Regions from separate parts of the Mus musculus genome. Here region 2 is linked to region 1. A link is a contact called in public ChIA-PET data. All regions are on one chromosome and are shown on one strand. Each heading gives the region's core, a stretch centred on a gene start, on an enhancer-like site or on the middle of the called end of the contact. The rest is flanking DNA. Distances are from core to core; before and after follow the strand shown. Region 1 holds the start of Ndufa4 (Ndufa4, mitochondrial complex associated). Region 2 has its middle 41 kb from the start of Gm35961.

Region 1 (5,188 bases), core at 1,293-3,792:
CAACTTTCATCTCTTCCTACTAATCCACACCAAAAATACTTGAATCATAGCAAGAAGAAACAGCCAAGCAAAGCACCCAAGAGACCAGAGTTGCCCACACATCAACAGCAGCAGCACCTGAAGATTAGGCAACTCAAACCTTCAGTCCCAGCTAACTCAACGGGGCAGGGGCTCTTCACGTTCAATATAATAAAAACAGGATTTCACTTGCATATCCCATTTCAAGAGAACTACCATATAGCCACATCTGCTACAATATGCTTTCCTGCAATTTTTAACCACTTTGTACCTTACCTTATATTGTTCATTGGGACCCAGTTTGTTCCATGGCTCTGGGTTGTTCTTTCTGTCCCAGCTAAAATGGATAAAATATTGTAATTATTATAGTAATGAAACACTACTTACAATAGTATTTTAAAAATACTTCCTTAGAAGCTAGTACTTTGAATAAGTCAATCTCACTTTTTATTAGGCATTACTTTCATTACAGAGCTAAACAGAAGTAGAGTTTATAGGTAAACAAGCATGTAACTGGTAAAATCACAGAACACCACTCTTTGGGATATCTGTCTACATCCCTGTCTTTATAACAGAAATGTTTGTATTTGGCTTTTATCATTTTCCAACTAAAAAAAAAGACCAGTTTATTGAGGAAAAAGTAGGTTACACTCACATACAACAGGAATCGTGGTTACGTATTTCATAAAAAGCAACTGCTGTCAGGCATGATGGTGCATGCCTTTAATTCCGGCACTAGAGAGGCCAACCTGATTTACACAGTGAGTTCCAGGACGGCCAGATGTATAGTGTGAGGATGCCTCCAGCCATAACATAAACAAGCAAACAAACAACAACAACAAAAAAAACCTCAAGTGCTATCCAACCTTCAAAATGTAAGAGTTGGTATTAGCAATTCTACTTGACCAATATGAAACTACAACTTGGGGAGGCGAGATTGAGATGAGCTCACGAAGCCAGCCAAGTAAAAGTCAGCAGCCCTGGGCTGACTGCAAAGCTACAAACTGTAGTTGTTTCTACTCTGTGACTTCTCCCGTGACTGGGGCCCCCAGCCAGATGATTAGCCATCCAAATATTAAAGCATTTACACTCACCTGACATCTGGATTAAACAGTGCCAAGCGCATCACATACAGTGCTGCTCCAGTACCCCCTGCTCCAATAAATACGAAGAGAGGAATCAACTAGAAACAAATAGACAAAGAAGAGTAGCCATCATCACATCCCTTGATCTTGTCCAAATAAGGGCACACTGGTTCCTTTCTATATAAGCCAACCTCTAAATCTGCTATTTGGCTAATTTGTCCTACAATGGGAATAACGGTTGAACTTGGATTGAAGCAGTGTTTCTTTCAATTGTATTCTAAAGGCATGATCTCTGTAAAAAGACATCAGGATGGTGTTGGCTTAAGAGTCCAACTTCCTTACATGGATTAAATTATATGAACAAATAATCCTATCAAGTACATTCACCTCTGTAAGTCTTGAACAGCATTCCCATTAAATTTCATTGCTTCCCTGGAAGTAACGAGATATACTTCCCTGGTAGGCTGGGAGCGGAATCTCTTCGGGAACTACTGAAAAGTGGCCCTTAAAAGTTCTGTGAGCCAGGCAATGTGGCGTACACCTTTGATCCAGCAACTGGGAAGCAGAGGCAGGCAGATTTCTGAGTTTGAGGCCAGCCTGGTCCACAGAATGAGTTCCAGGACAGCCAGGGCTATACAGAGAAACCCTGTCTCGAAAAACCAAAAGTTCTGTGAACATAATCTCTGTGAAATAAAGAGCATAACTAGCGGACAGAAATGCCTATTAAAAGCACTAGTTTTAGGAATGAACTCTGAAAACAGACTGCAGTTAATTTTGCTGAGTATTTAGAAAACCAGGCTTAAGGCAAAGATGAAGGCCCATCAGTGGGAGTTTTAGGTACACAGCATCCTCTATCGAGCTATACTGGACGAAAGTGACAGGTCAAGAAAACTTAAATCAATTTTGCCAGTGTCAAGTTTTCCAAGCAAAGTGGGGATTACACGATGACGATCCCTTGCACTTCTGAAGGTTTGGTGGTGCAATGCAGTGACTCTAAAAGCCGCAAAGAGCAGCATAACAAACTTGGCCTCTCTTGGATTCTAATCACTCAACGTACCACTCACCCCTCTTGGGACCAAGTAATCTGAGAGCCACAGTGTTCCAACACTCAGAATGTTTACCTTTCTCCCTGATCTCTGCCACCTTCTGCTTCAGGCAACCTCACCTCCACCCCAGGTAGAGGCTTCAAGCAATCAGGTCATCCCAACAACAGAATGTAACCCCAAGGAACAGAGAAAAGAGAACGTCCCCAGGGGACACGGGCAGGAGCAACCACAGCTAAGAGGCCACCCTGGCAAAGACCGTGAACTTACGCTGGGATGCTTCTTGGCTTGCCCGAGGATCTGGCGGAGCATGTTTGCGGCACAGGCCTACCTACACGCAGAGAGAAGATTAGGACACACGCTAAGCCGCTTCTGCAACCTGGCTGAGCGGACGTCCAAAGTCACCCAGGACCTCCTACCTGAAGGACCCCTGGCGCTGAGGGCAGCCTGCAGCAGGAAAGCCCGGATGCGGCTGTCCTCTAAGGTGCCTGAATAGGTAGTCAGCCCTCGCGCGATTGCCCTAAATGTCCCGACCACTTCTTCGCATTTTTGAGTTCATGATCCATCAGTTCTCCACCATGCATCTTTTTGATAGGTTTATTTTTTTATTTTTTGCATAGCAGGCAGAGCGTCTCGACTGGTGAGACAGGCACTTTTCAGGACGGCATGCGTATAGACCAGGGTCATCCGGCGGTCCGCTGGCAGTGCGCTCGGCGGGCGCGGCTTCCTTAGCGGCGCCTCCCGGCCAGGGCCGCGCGTGGACGCGCTTGGGGGCGCGCGTGTGGGGCGCGCGCCGCGCCGCCCGGAGGGCCCCGGAGGGAGCTGCCAGGCGCCTCTGCAGGCTCAGCGCCCAGATCCCGCAGGACAGGTCGAGTCTCCAGCCGCCGGGGTCAACGGCTGCGGTTTAAGACTGCAGCTGCTTCCTGACTTTCACTGGCGCTTAGGGACAGAAGTTGAAACACTAGTAAGTGACTTAAAGCTGGCCATAGTTTCTACAATGTGATTTCTAGATTCTTAGGTCGTGGCACTATTGAAGAGTTGTCGCCCCCCAAAGAAGTTTTGCAACATGCCACCATCTCTTTTTGGTCCAGATATTGAATCCTTAAAAGTATCTTCATTGGCCGTGTTGCTGAACTTAACCTTTTCTACCATCCTAAGTCAATGTTCATTTATCTCTTTGCAAATTTACTTTTACCCAAAAGTTCTTCCTTGGGGCAGGTTTAATGGGCACTTTCGAATCACAGCCAACAATTTGGACTCCCTACACATGTTAAAACGTTTCAAATAATAAGGAGAGGGTTTCGCCGAAACTGCTAAACTGAACAGGTAGCATTAGCCCAGTACAGGCTTCAGGTGGCGGTGTATAAGGAAGACAATTCACATGAAGGCATGAAGCACACAGTCTACCATTTAAAAGGGAAGGCAAAGTAGGAGCCACATCCGAGGCAGGGACCACTTATGCAAGGACTTTATGTTCAGGACTTTCAGAAGTTCACCAATAAGATTATATGGTTGAAAAGAATTCCTTTGGCTATGAAGAATGGAGTAGATAAAAGGGCTATTGTAGTTGTCCATGTGAGAGAATTTTTAGTTGTCCTGGGGGTGGGGAGGAATGTACTGATTGGGGAAAAAAAATCACCAAAAATATCAGAGAAAATTTTGTGGTATCAACAGAACTTGATAGTTGGATGGTTATGGGTGAATGAGTGAAAAAGAATAAAAAAAAAAGAGTAAATCAGAACTTTAGTGGTGAGCAGCTGTGAACATATCCATGCCAATTACTGAAATAATGGATGAGTGTGTATGCAAAACCCACGGTATTTCTCGAGAGCAGAATACTCTAGAATATCTAGAGTAGACAATAGATGGAGTGGTTTTGTTTCTTAGGAAATGAGCTGTATGACTGCTAAAGTCAAGTCACTTTACTTTCCTCACTCTGTCTCCTCAGTAGGACATAGAGTGAGAAAAGACTCAGGATCAAACTGAGCAATTCAAGTATGTTTGTTTGAATAAAACAAGGAGGGGGCCATGGATGATAAACTGAAGGTTATGCATATAAAGGCTGGCATGGTTTGTTTTCTCTCTCTCTCTCTCTCTCTCTCTCTCTCTCCCTCTCTCTCTCTCAGAAAACTTTTGCTAAGTACCTACTCTGTACCATATCTTGTTGCTTTTGCTTTTGGTTTGGCAGGCCTCTGACTCAAGATCCTCCTGCCTCAGCCTTCCAAGAGTTGGCATTGCAGACATACACCTCCATGAACAACATTCAGCTTCTAGGGATTTAGTATTGAGGGGAAAAAAAAATACGTACCATGTTGACTAAGAAGAGCAGGAAATAAACAGATAACTTTATATAACTATAGATGTGCCACTAAAATAAATAACAGTGAAAAGTGACATGGGAGAGGCAGAGGAAAGATTACTTTAGCTAGAGTGGGCAAGGAAAGATGCCCCTGGGGATATCATCTGAGTTGAAAACTAGACGAAAAGAAGAAATTACCAAGGTATGATAACAAACAGCAAGAGGCATGAGTGACTGGTCCAGACATAGCAATGGAGGAGAGAAAAAGGAGATCACCGAGAGAGTAACAATTTTGGTAATCCTTTATATACTATGGTAATGAGTATGCTTATATTAAAAATCAGTACAGAAAGTACTCAGATGTAAACAGGAGAAGTAATGGTAGTGAGTACAGCGAGGCTGCTAGTAACAGAATTTCATGACAGGAGGACCTTTGCTGAAAATTTTATTTGGAATGATAAATATTGGTAATAAAAAGTAAGTAGATATATAGAAATGCCATGATTCAAAAGAAAGTCTAGAAATTTGCTGTTTTGTTGATTTTTAAAATAATCTTATTAGCCTAGTTCCTAGACATAATAATTTGACAACCAGGTGAAGCCTTTTGAAATATCAATAAAGCAGAATTACACAATATAAATTTGCCTAAACTGTACCCAACTAACAGGTCAAATTGTCAACACTTAAATTTTGCATATTAAACTTAGGGGAAAGAATATTCTAGCTGCATTTTAATTAGGGCT
Region 2 (5,134 bases), core at 641-3,140, 220 kb after region 1:
TGCTTCTTGCTCTCCTTTGTATCTAAGACATCACTCATAGTATGAAAAACCAGGAGATCTAGAACATGTGGGAAATAGATGTTCAGTTCTTGGAAAATATGGGAGTTGAGAAGCCACCATATTCTGAGACCACGCCTCTGTTAATGAGGCCTCTACATAACTGCTATTGTGAGCTTTTGTTGATTGAAGACCACTTTATAAAATGGGTCATATTCCTGCTTCACTGGTATTTTAGGGCACGATCTTCAACTCAGGCTATGCTAGATACTGGAGATATGATGATGGAAGAATATGTTTTCATAGAGTTTGCAATCTATCCAGGAAAATAAATACATGACTAAGGAGTTATGATGGAGCTTATAATTGTAGCACAGCAAAAAGGAACAGGTTCCAGTAACCAGGAGCACACACTGACATTCTGGACTGGGAAACACTCTGATGTGTTAATGAAGCTGAAGATATCTACCATATAGACCCCATCCTCAGTGTTTACCAAGATGGTTTATACGGTGTTGTAAACTCAGAATGTAATGACACTTTGTTCTTAGAATAAAGTGAAGCCCTGAAGAATCTTGTGAATTCATTTAATAAATACCTCCCATTTTCCTTTCTGAGAGGCCTTTTGTTTCTGCATTTAACACCATCATAAACATATCTGTGCCCTCTTGAATATTTTTTTAATTAGCTAATTGAGGAAAAATGTCTTTGAATACTGAACAAGAAACAATGGATTCAGATCACCTAGAAAATGTATTAGGGAATATTGAGGCAAATATTAGCAGCTCTCAGTGAACACACAGGAGCTTTTGATGCCAGGAGAGCCCTCCTTCTCTTGCTATAGTCTATACTTCAATCCAATCTTACCTTAGCTTAAATAATTCATATGGAGAACAATAGGCCTGCCCATGTTAATGATGCATCAAAAAGAAAATGGCTTGGGGTGGAAAGATGGCTCAGTGGTTAAGAGCACTGGCTGCTCTTGCAGAAAACCCAGACTTGGTTCCCAGTACACACATAGTGACTCACAACAATCCGTGACTCTATTTCATGAGCTCCAATGTTTTCTTCTGTCCTTTGTGGGCATCAGGAGGGTATGTGGTGCATAAACATAGATAAAAGCAAAATGCTCATACACGTGAAAAATAAAAATTATGAATAAATAAACCGAGGAGGAAGAATACATAATAAAAATGCATCATGAAATTCACAAATAGTTAATAAAATATTAATTTACAAAGCAAATAGATACAGTAGGTACGCAGAACAGAATATGCACATGTGATTCTCCATTTGCTCTTCTTTGAATGTGTATCAGTTGCTTTTCTCATTGTTTAAATCAGGAACAGGACAGGAAGCATCTAAAGTGAGGATGGACTCGGTCTGACTTACAGTTTGAAGGTATGGTCCACCGTGGTGGGGAAGTATTTGAGACTGTGAGCCGCACAGGGCTGTGGCTGCGGAAACATGGTGGGGTGTTACATCTCTACAGGAAACGAAGCTGGGCAGGACAGGAAGACAGGGACCACTATAAACCTCAAGCCACTCCTCCAGCTAGCCCCACCTCTCAGAGACTCTGAAACCTCCCAGTAGAGTACCACCAGCTGGGTTTCAGTATTCAAACACATGAATTAACAAAAGCAGGCTGTCTGCTTTAATGCATCCCATTCAGGTTCTCTTTCATCGCACAGTAAGAGGCGAGCGGAGGGAAGGCAATAGGTAGTCCTAGTCCAATAAAACAAAATAAAATTATAAAATAAAGAGCACAAATGTTCTGTGTCAATTTTGTTTGATAGCCCAGTGTCTTCAGAATGAGAGCTCTGCAGTTTCCAGAGGGCTGTAGACTAGAATTAGTCTCTCGCCATCTGCTGGATTGAGACCGGCTTTGCAGTGCTTCGGTTCCGTGGTGAGGAAAGGATTATAGGACACATTTAATGTCTTTCCTGCTGCCGGCCAGAGATAGAGTACGCCCTTGTTTCTCAACTTGTAGTCGTTTCCTGTGAGTGCAGTGTCTCTTCCCCTTTGTCTTTACTGCTACAAAGTCAGACTCAAATGAAAATTCCATTTATGTTTCGAACCTGACGTGTATAAAACATGGCCTCTACAGACAAATGATATTCAGGGAGATGATGGTGCTTTGGGCTTGAGCTTCACCCTCAAGCTTGTTTAGATGACTGTGTTCAGCCAGGGGGCAAAATGTGCTCAAAAATCCAAACTACTGATCTTGTTTTGTCTTGTCTTTTTTTTTTTTAACTCCTCTTTGCTTTTTCTTTTCTTTTCTTCTCTTCTCCTCTCCTCTCCTCTCCTCTCCTCTCCTCTCCTCTCCTCTCCTCTCCTCTCCTCTCCTCTCCTCTCCTCTCCTCTCCTCTTTTCTTTTTTTCCTTGCAAACATCTTGTAGATAAAACCTTGTGTTCTCGCAAGGTTTATTCTCACAAATGCACTGTATGTGATCTGAGAAAGAAGATATCTCAGTAAAGAAGTGGACTAGCCGAACAAGGGACACTTATATTATCAGGTTTATGGGAAAATCAAATATATATATATATAACTTTTGAGAGATAATTAGGCTGTTTTTAAAATCAAATAATTGTTTGTTCACAGGGTGGGATGAAGTTGAAGACCACTTCCTCGTGGTACATAGACGGAGGTAGGGTCAGTGCTGTTTTAGGGAAGGGAATATTGAGTATGAGGAGATGGTGCTCAGGGATGAGAGACTTCATGGGCTTTAGACTTGGAGGCGCAGGCACATTTACATGACAAACAAATGTTGCCAGTAGTTTTTGTTTGTTTGTTTAATTGATTGATTGGTTTTTAAAAGATAGTGGCCTTCTACGTTTGAAGCCCAGATTCCAACCCAGCATTTATCTGCCCCAGCCTCCCAGGAAGCTGTGCTGCAGAAGCCTGGGGTAGCCTCCCTCAGCCTTGAAGCAGGCTGGTCCAGACTTTGATCTTGCTGCCACTAAGAAGGAGATTACTTAGGGTAGAGCCTTCTGACCTTGATGGCTCTATTTGCTCTTCTCCAAGACTCTGCTTCCCGCTGAAAGGTCCTTGAGATGTTCCAGAGACACACCCTGTAGATCGCCTACGGGCTGGCTCCAGGCACCAAGAATGGGCTGGCGGGGGATGGGCCTACCTTCTTTATAAGCAAGGACTCTCAGTAAACCTCAGGGTCTTTGAACAGCAAGGTTTGTCTTGGCCACGTTCTTTTCTCGCTGTCTGATCAGGGGAACCCAGTTTCATGTGGCTGCAGGCGGCTACAGCCTGGTGCCCTGCTCAGTTGGCTAGAATGATTTCTATGCTAAAGACTTGCTACCAAGGTCACTTTTCACTTTGTTTCCCCTTTCCTACCCTAGCTCTCACTAACCCAGCAGGCACTTTCTATGTAACCCAGGCTAGCCTCAAATTCATGGCAATGCTCCTATATAGTGTCCTAAGCCTGGGGGCAGGAACAACAATACCTTAGCCCTTTGTCAGTTTGTGGAAATGCCCACTGTACTTCCTACTAGACATGCAGGTTCCACAGAGACAAGTTATGAACAGACATGGATTTGAGGCAAGAATTTGTGGGGTCTTTTGGAAAACACCAAGTCAGACAGCAGGCTATCAATTCATTCTCTGATGGAGGTCAGAGGTCAGCTGGAAAGGCAGCTTGAGAGAGTGTAGGTCTAGAGTCTGGGGACCTAAGAACTGACAGCTTGCTGCAATTTTGTTATGTAAGACCAGTTATTCAAGAACAGATCAGTTAAATCTCACATTTCCTTCTTGTCTGTCACTGGGGTTAGCCACTCTCACAGATGTAGATGACAAGAGGAAGGCAGCTGTAACGGAATACAGTGTTATATCTTGGGAAAACTTCTGTTTTTGCCCATTTTCAGTTAACTTCGGTACTGGGTCACATTAGAGATGTCATCCCAACACCTCATCATGTTATATAACTTGATCGAGAAGAGAGTGAGTTGTACGAGACTTGGGATAGAAGTAGAAAATATATGTTTGAACAACTATGGGTGAAAACTCTGAAATGAGACAATTTCTAAAGGTCACTTATTATTAGAACAACCCTTAACATGTTTGGGAGAGTAATAGAAAGGGCATATGAGCAAATGAAGGGTAAGGAAGTAAATTCTATCTTTGCTAATAGCTGCCACTTGTATCATTGTATGTACATCCATGATGCCTTAGAAGGATATTCCTTTGTGCCAATAAATGGCAGGAATAGAACAGTTTCTTCTCTTAGCAGACATGATCCATTGTGCAGTCAGTGTTTGTGAATGCTACTCCTCTGTGAATGCCAATGAACTAAAGAAATCCCATCTAAATCACCAGCCCCTGTGACATGCACATTATAACATTGGTGCACATCATCTCCAAAAGCAGAAGAGAATATGTTGACAAGCTATGCTCAGATGAGAATCTATTCATGGCTTCTTGTCATGAGGCAAGGAGAGGGCACAAGAGTAGAAACAGATTCTTGGACAAGTCCAGTGGGATAATTGGACCACCGCCAGTCTGTGATCTTCTAGAAAGCTGTCCTCTGGGGACAATTGCCAACAATATGAATTTGACAATAATTTATTCTACTTTTTAAAAATTTTTATGTATTTTTTTTAACTCAAGTGTGTGTGTGTGTGTGTGTGTATTTCTACCACGATATATGTGTAGTGGTCAGAGAAACTTTTGGAGGGATTGGTTCTCTTCTACTGTGTGGGTCTTGGAGAATGAACTCAGGCTCTTAGCCTTCCTACCAAGTACCTTCACCCAATGAGACATCTCACAGGACTGATTTATTCAAACTCTTAAGTCCTACAAAGAAGCAGACCCTCAGCTGAATTATGTTTGGAGAACATAGTCGAATAAGAATCTGAAACCTCTCCTGTCCCAGCCACCGTCATCCACGGTCGCAGCCGGACTTCACTCCTCAGCTTGGCAAAAATGCCTACAGAGACTGAGAGATGCATCGACTGACTCCCTGATTGCTGTTTTCCAAAAGTACAGAGGGAAGGATGGAAACAGCTCTAAACTCTCCAAGGCTGAATTCATTTCCTTCATGAACACGGAGCTGGCCGCCTACACGAAGAACCAAGATGACCCCAGTGTTCTTGACCACAGGATGAAGAAGCTAGACCTCAACAGCGA

The links. ChIA-PET counts read pairs in DNA pulled down with a chosen protein or histone mark.
Region 2: a contact with region 1 is called in an RNA polymerase II ChIA-PET map of effector CD8 T cells, with 52 read pairs. The contact joins the enhancer-like site here to the promoter of Ndufa4 in region 1. A contact is called at or near these places in 4 of 39 promoter capture datasets (the HPC-7 cell line, HPC-7-derived erythroid cells, embryonic stem cells and 1 more), 1 of 15 datasets of contacts at CTCF or cohesin (pro-B cells), 7 of 484 Hi-C or Micro-C datasets (the AML12 cell line, CD4 T cells, LSK cells and 4 more), 17 of 115 datasets of contacts at active chromatin or transcription factors (CD4 single positive thymocytes, the HPC-7 cell line, Th17 cells and 11 more) and 3 of 9 other capture datasets (adipose tissue, liver and pancreatic islet).

What each region holds. Positions count from the first base shown.
Region 1 is chr6:11,904,908-11,910,095 of GRCm38.p6, forward strand. Ndufa4 (Ndufa4, mitochondrial complex associated) reads right to left here and starts at 2,543. Exons shown (of 4, transcript NM_010886.3): 1 at 2,417-2,543; 2 at 1,113-1,201; 3 at 295-355. The coding sequence starts at 2,458. It also overlaps a transcript of Phf14 not described here.
Region 2 is chr6:12,123,696-12,128,829 of GRCm38.p6, forward strand. It overlaps the pseudogene Gm32222. Among named protein-coding and RNA genes, the nearest start is that of Gm35961, 41 kb to the right of the region's middle. Within about 2 kb of position 1,891, at least 118 of the 459 cell types and tissues checked have an H3K27ac peak or open chromatin away from gene starts, as enhancers often do. A contact at or near this core is called in CD4 single positive thymocytes, the HPC-7 cell line, LSK cells and 6 more, where this site is marked.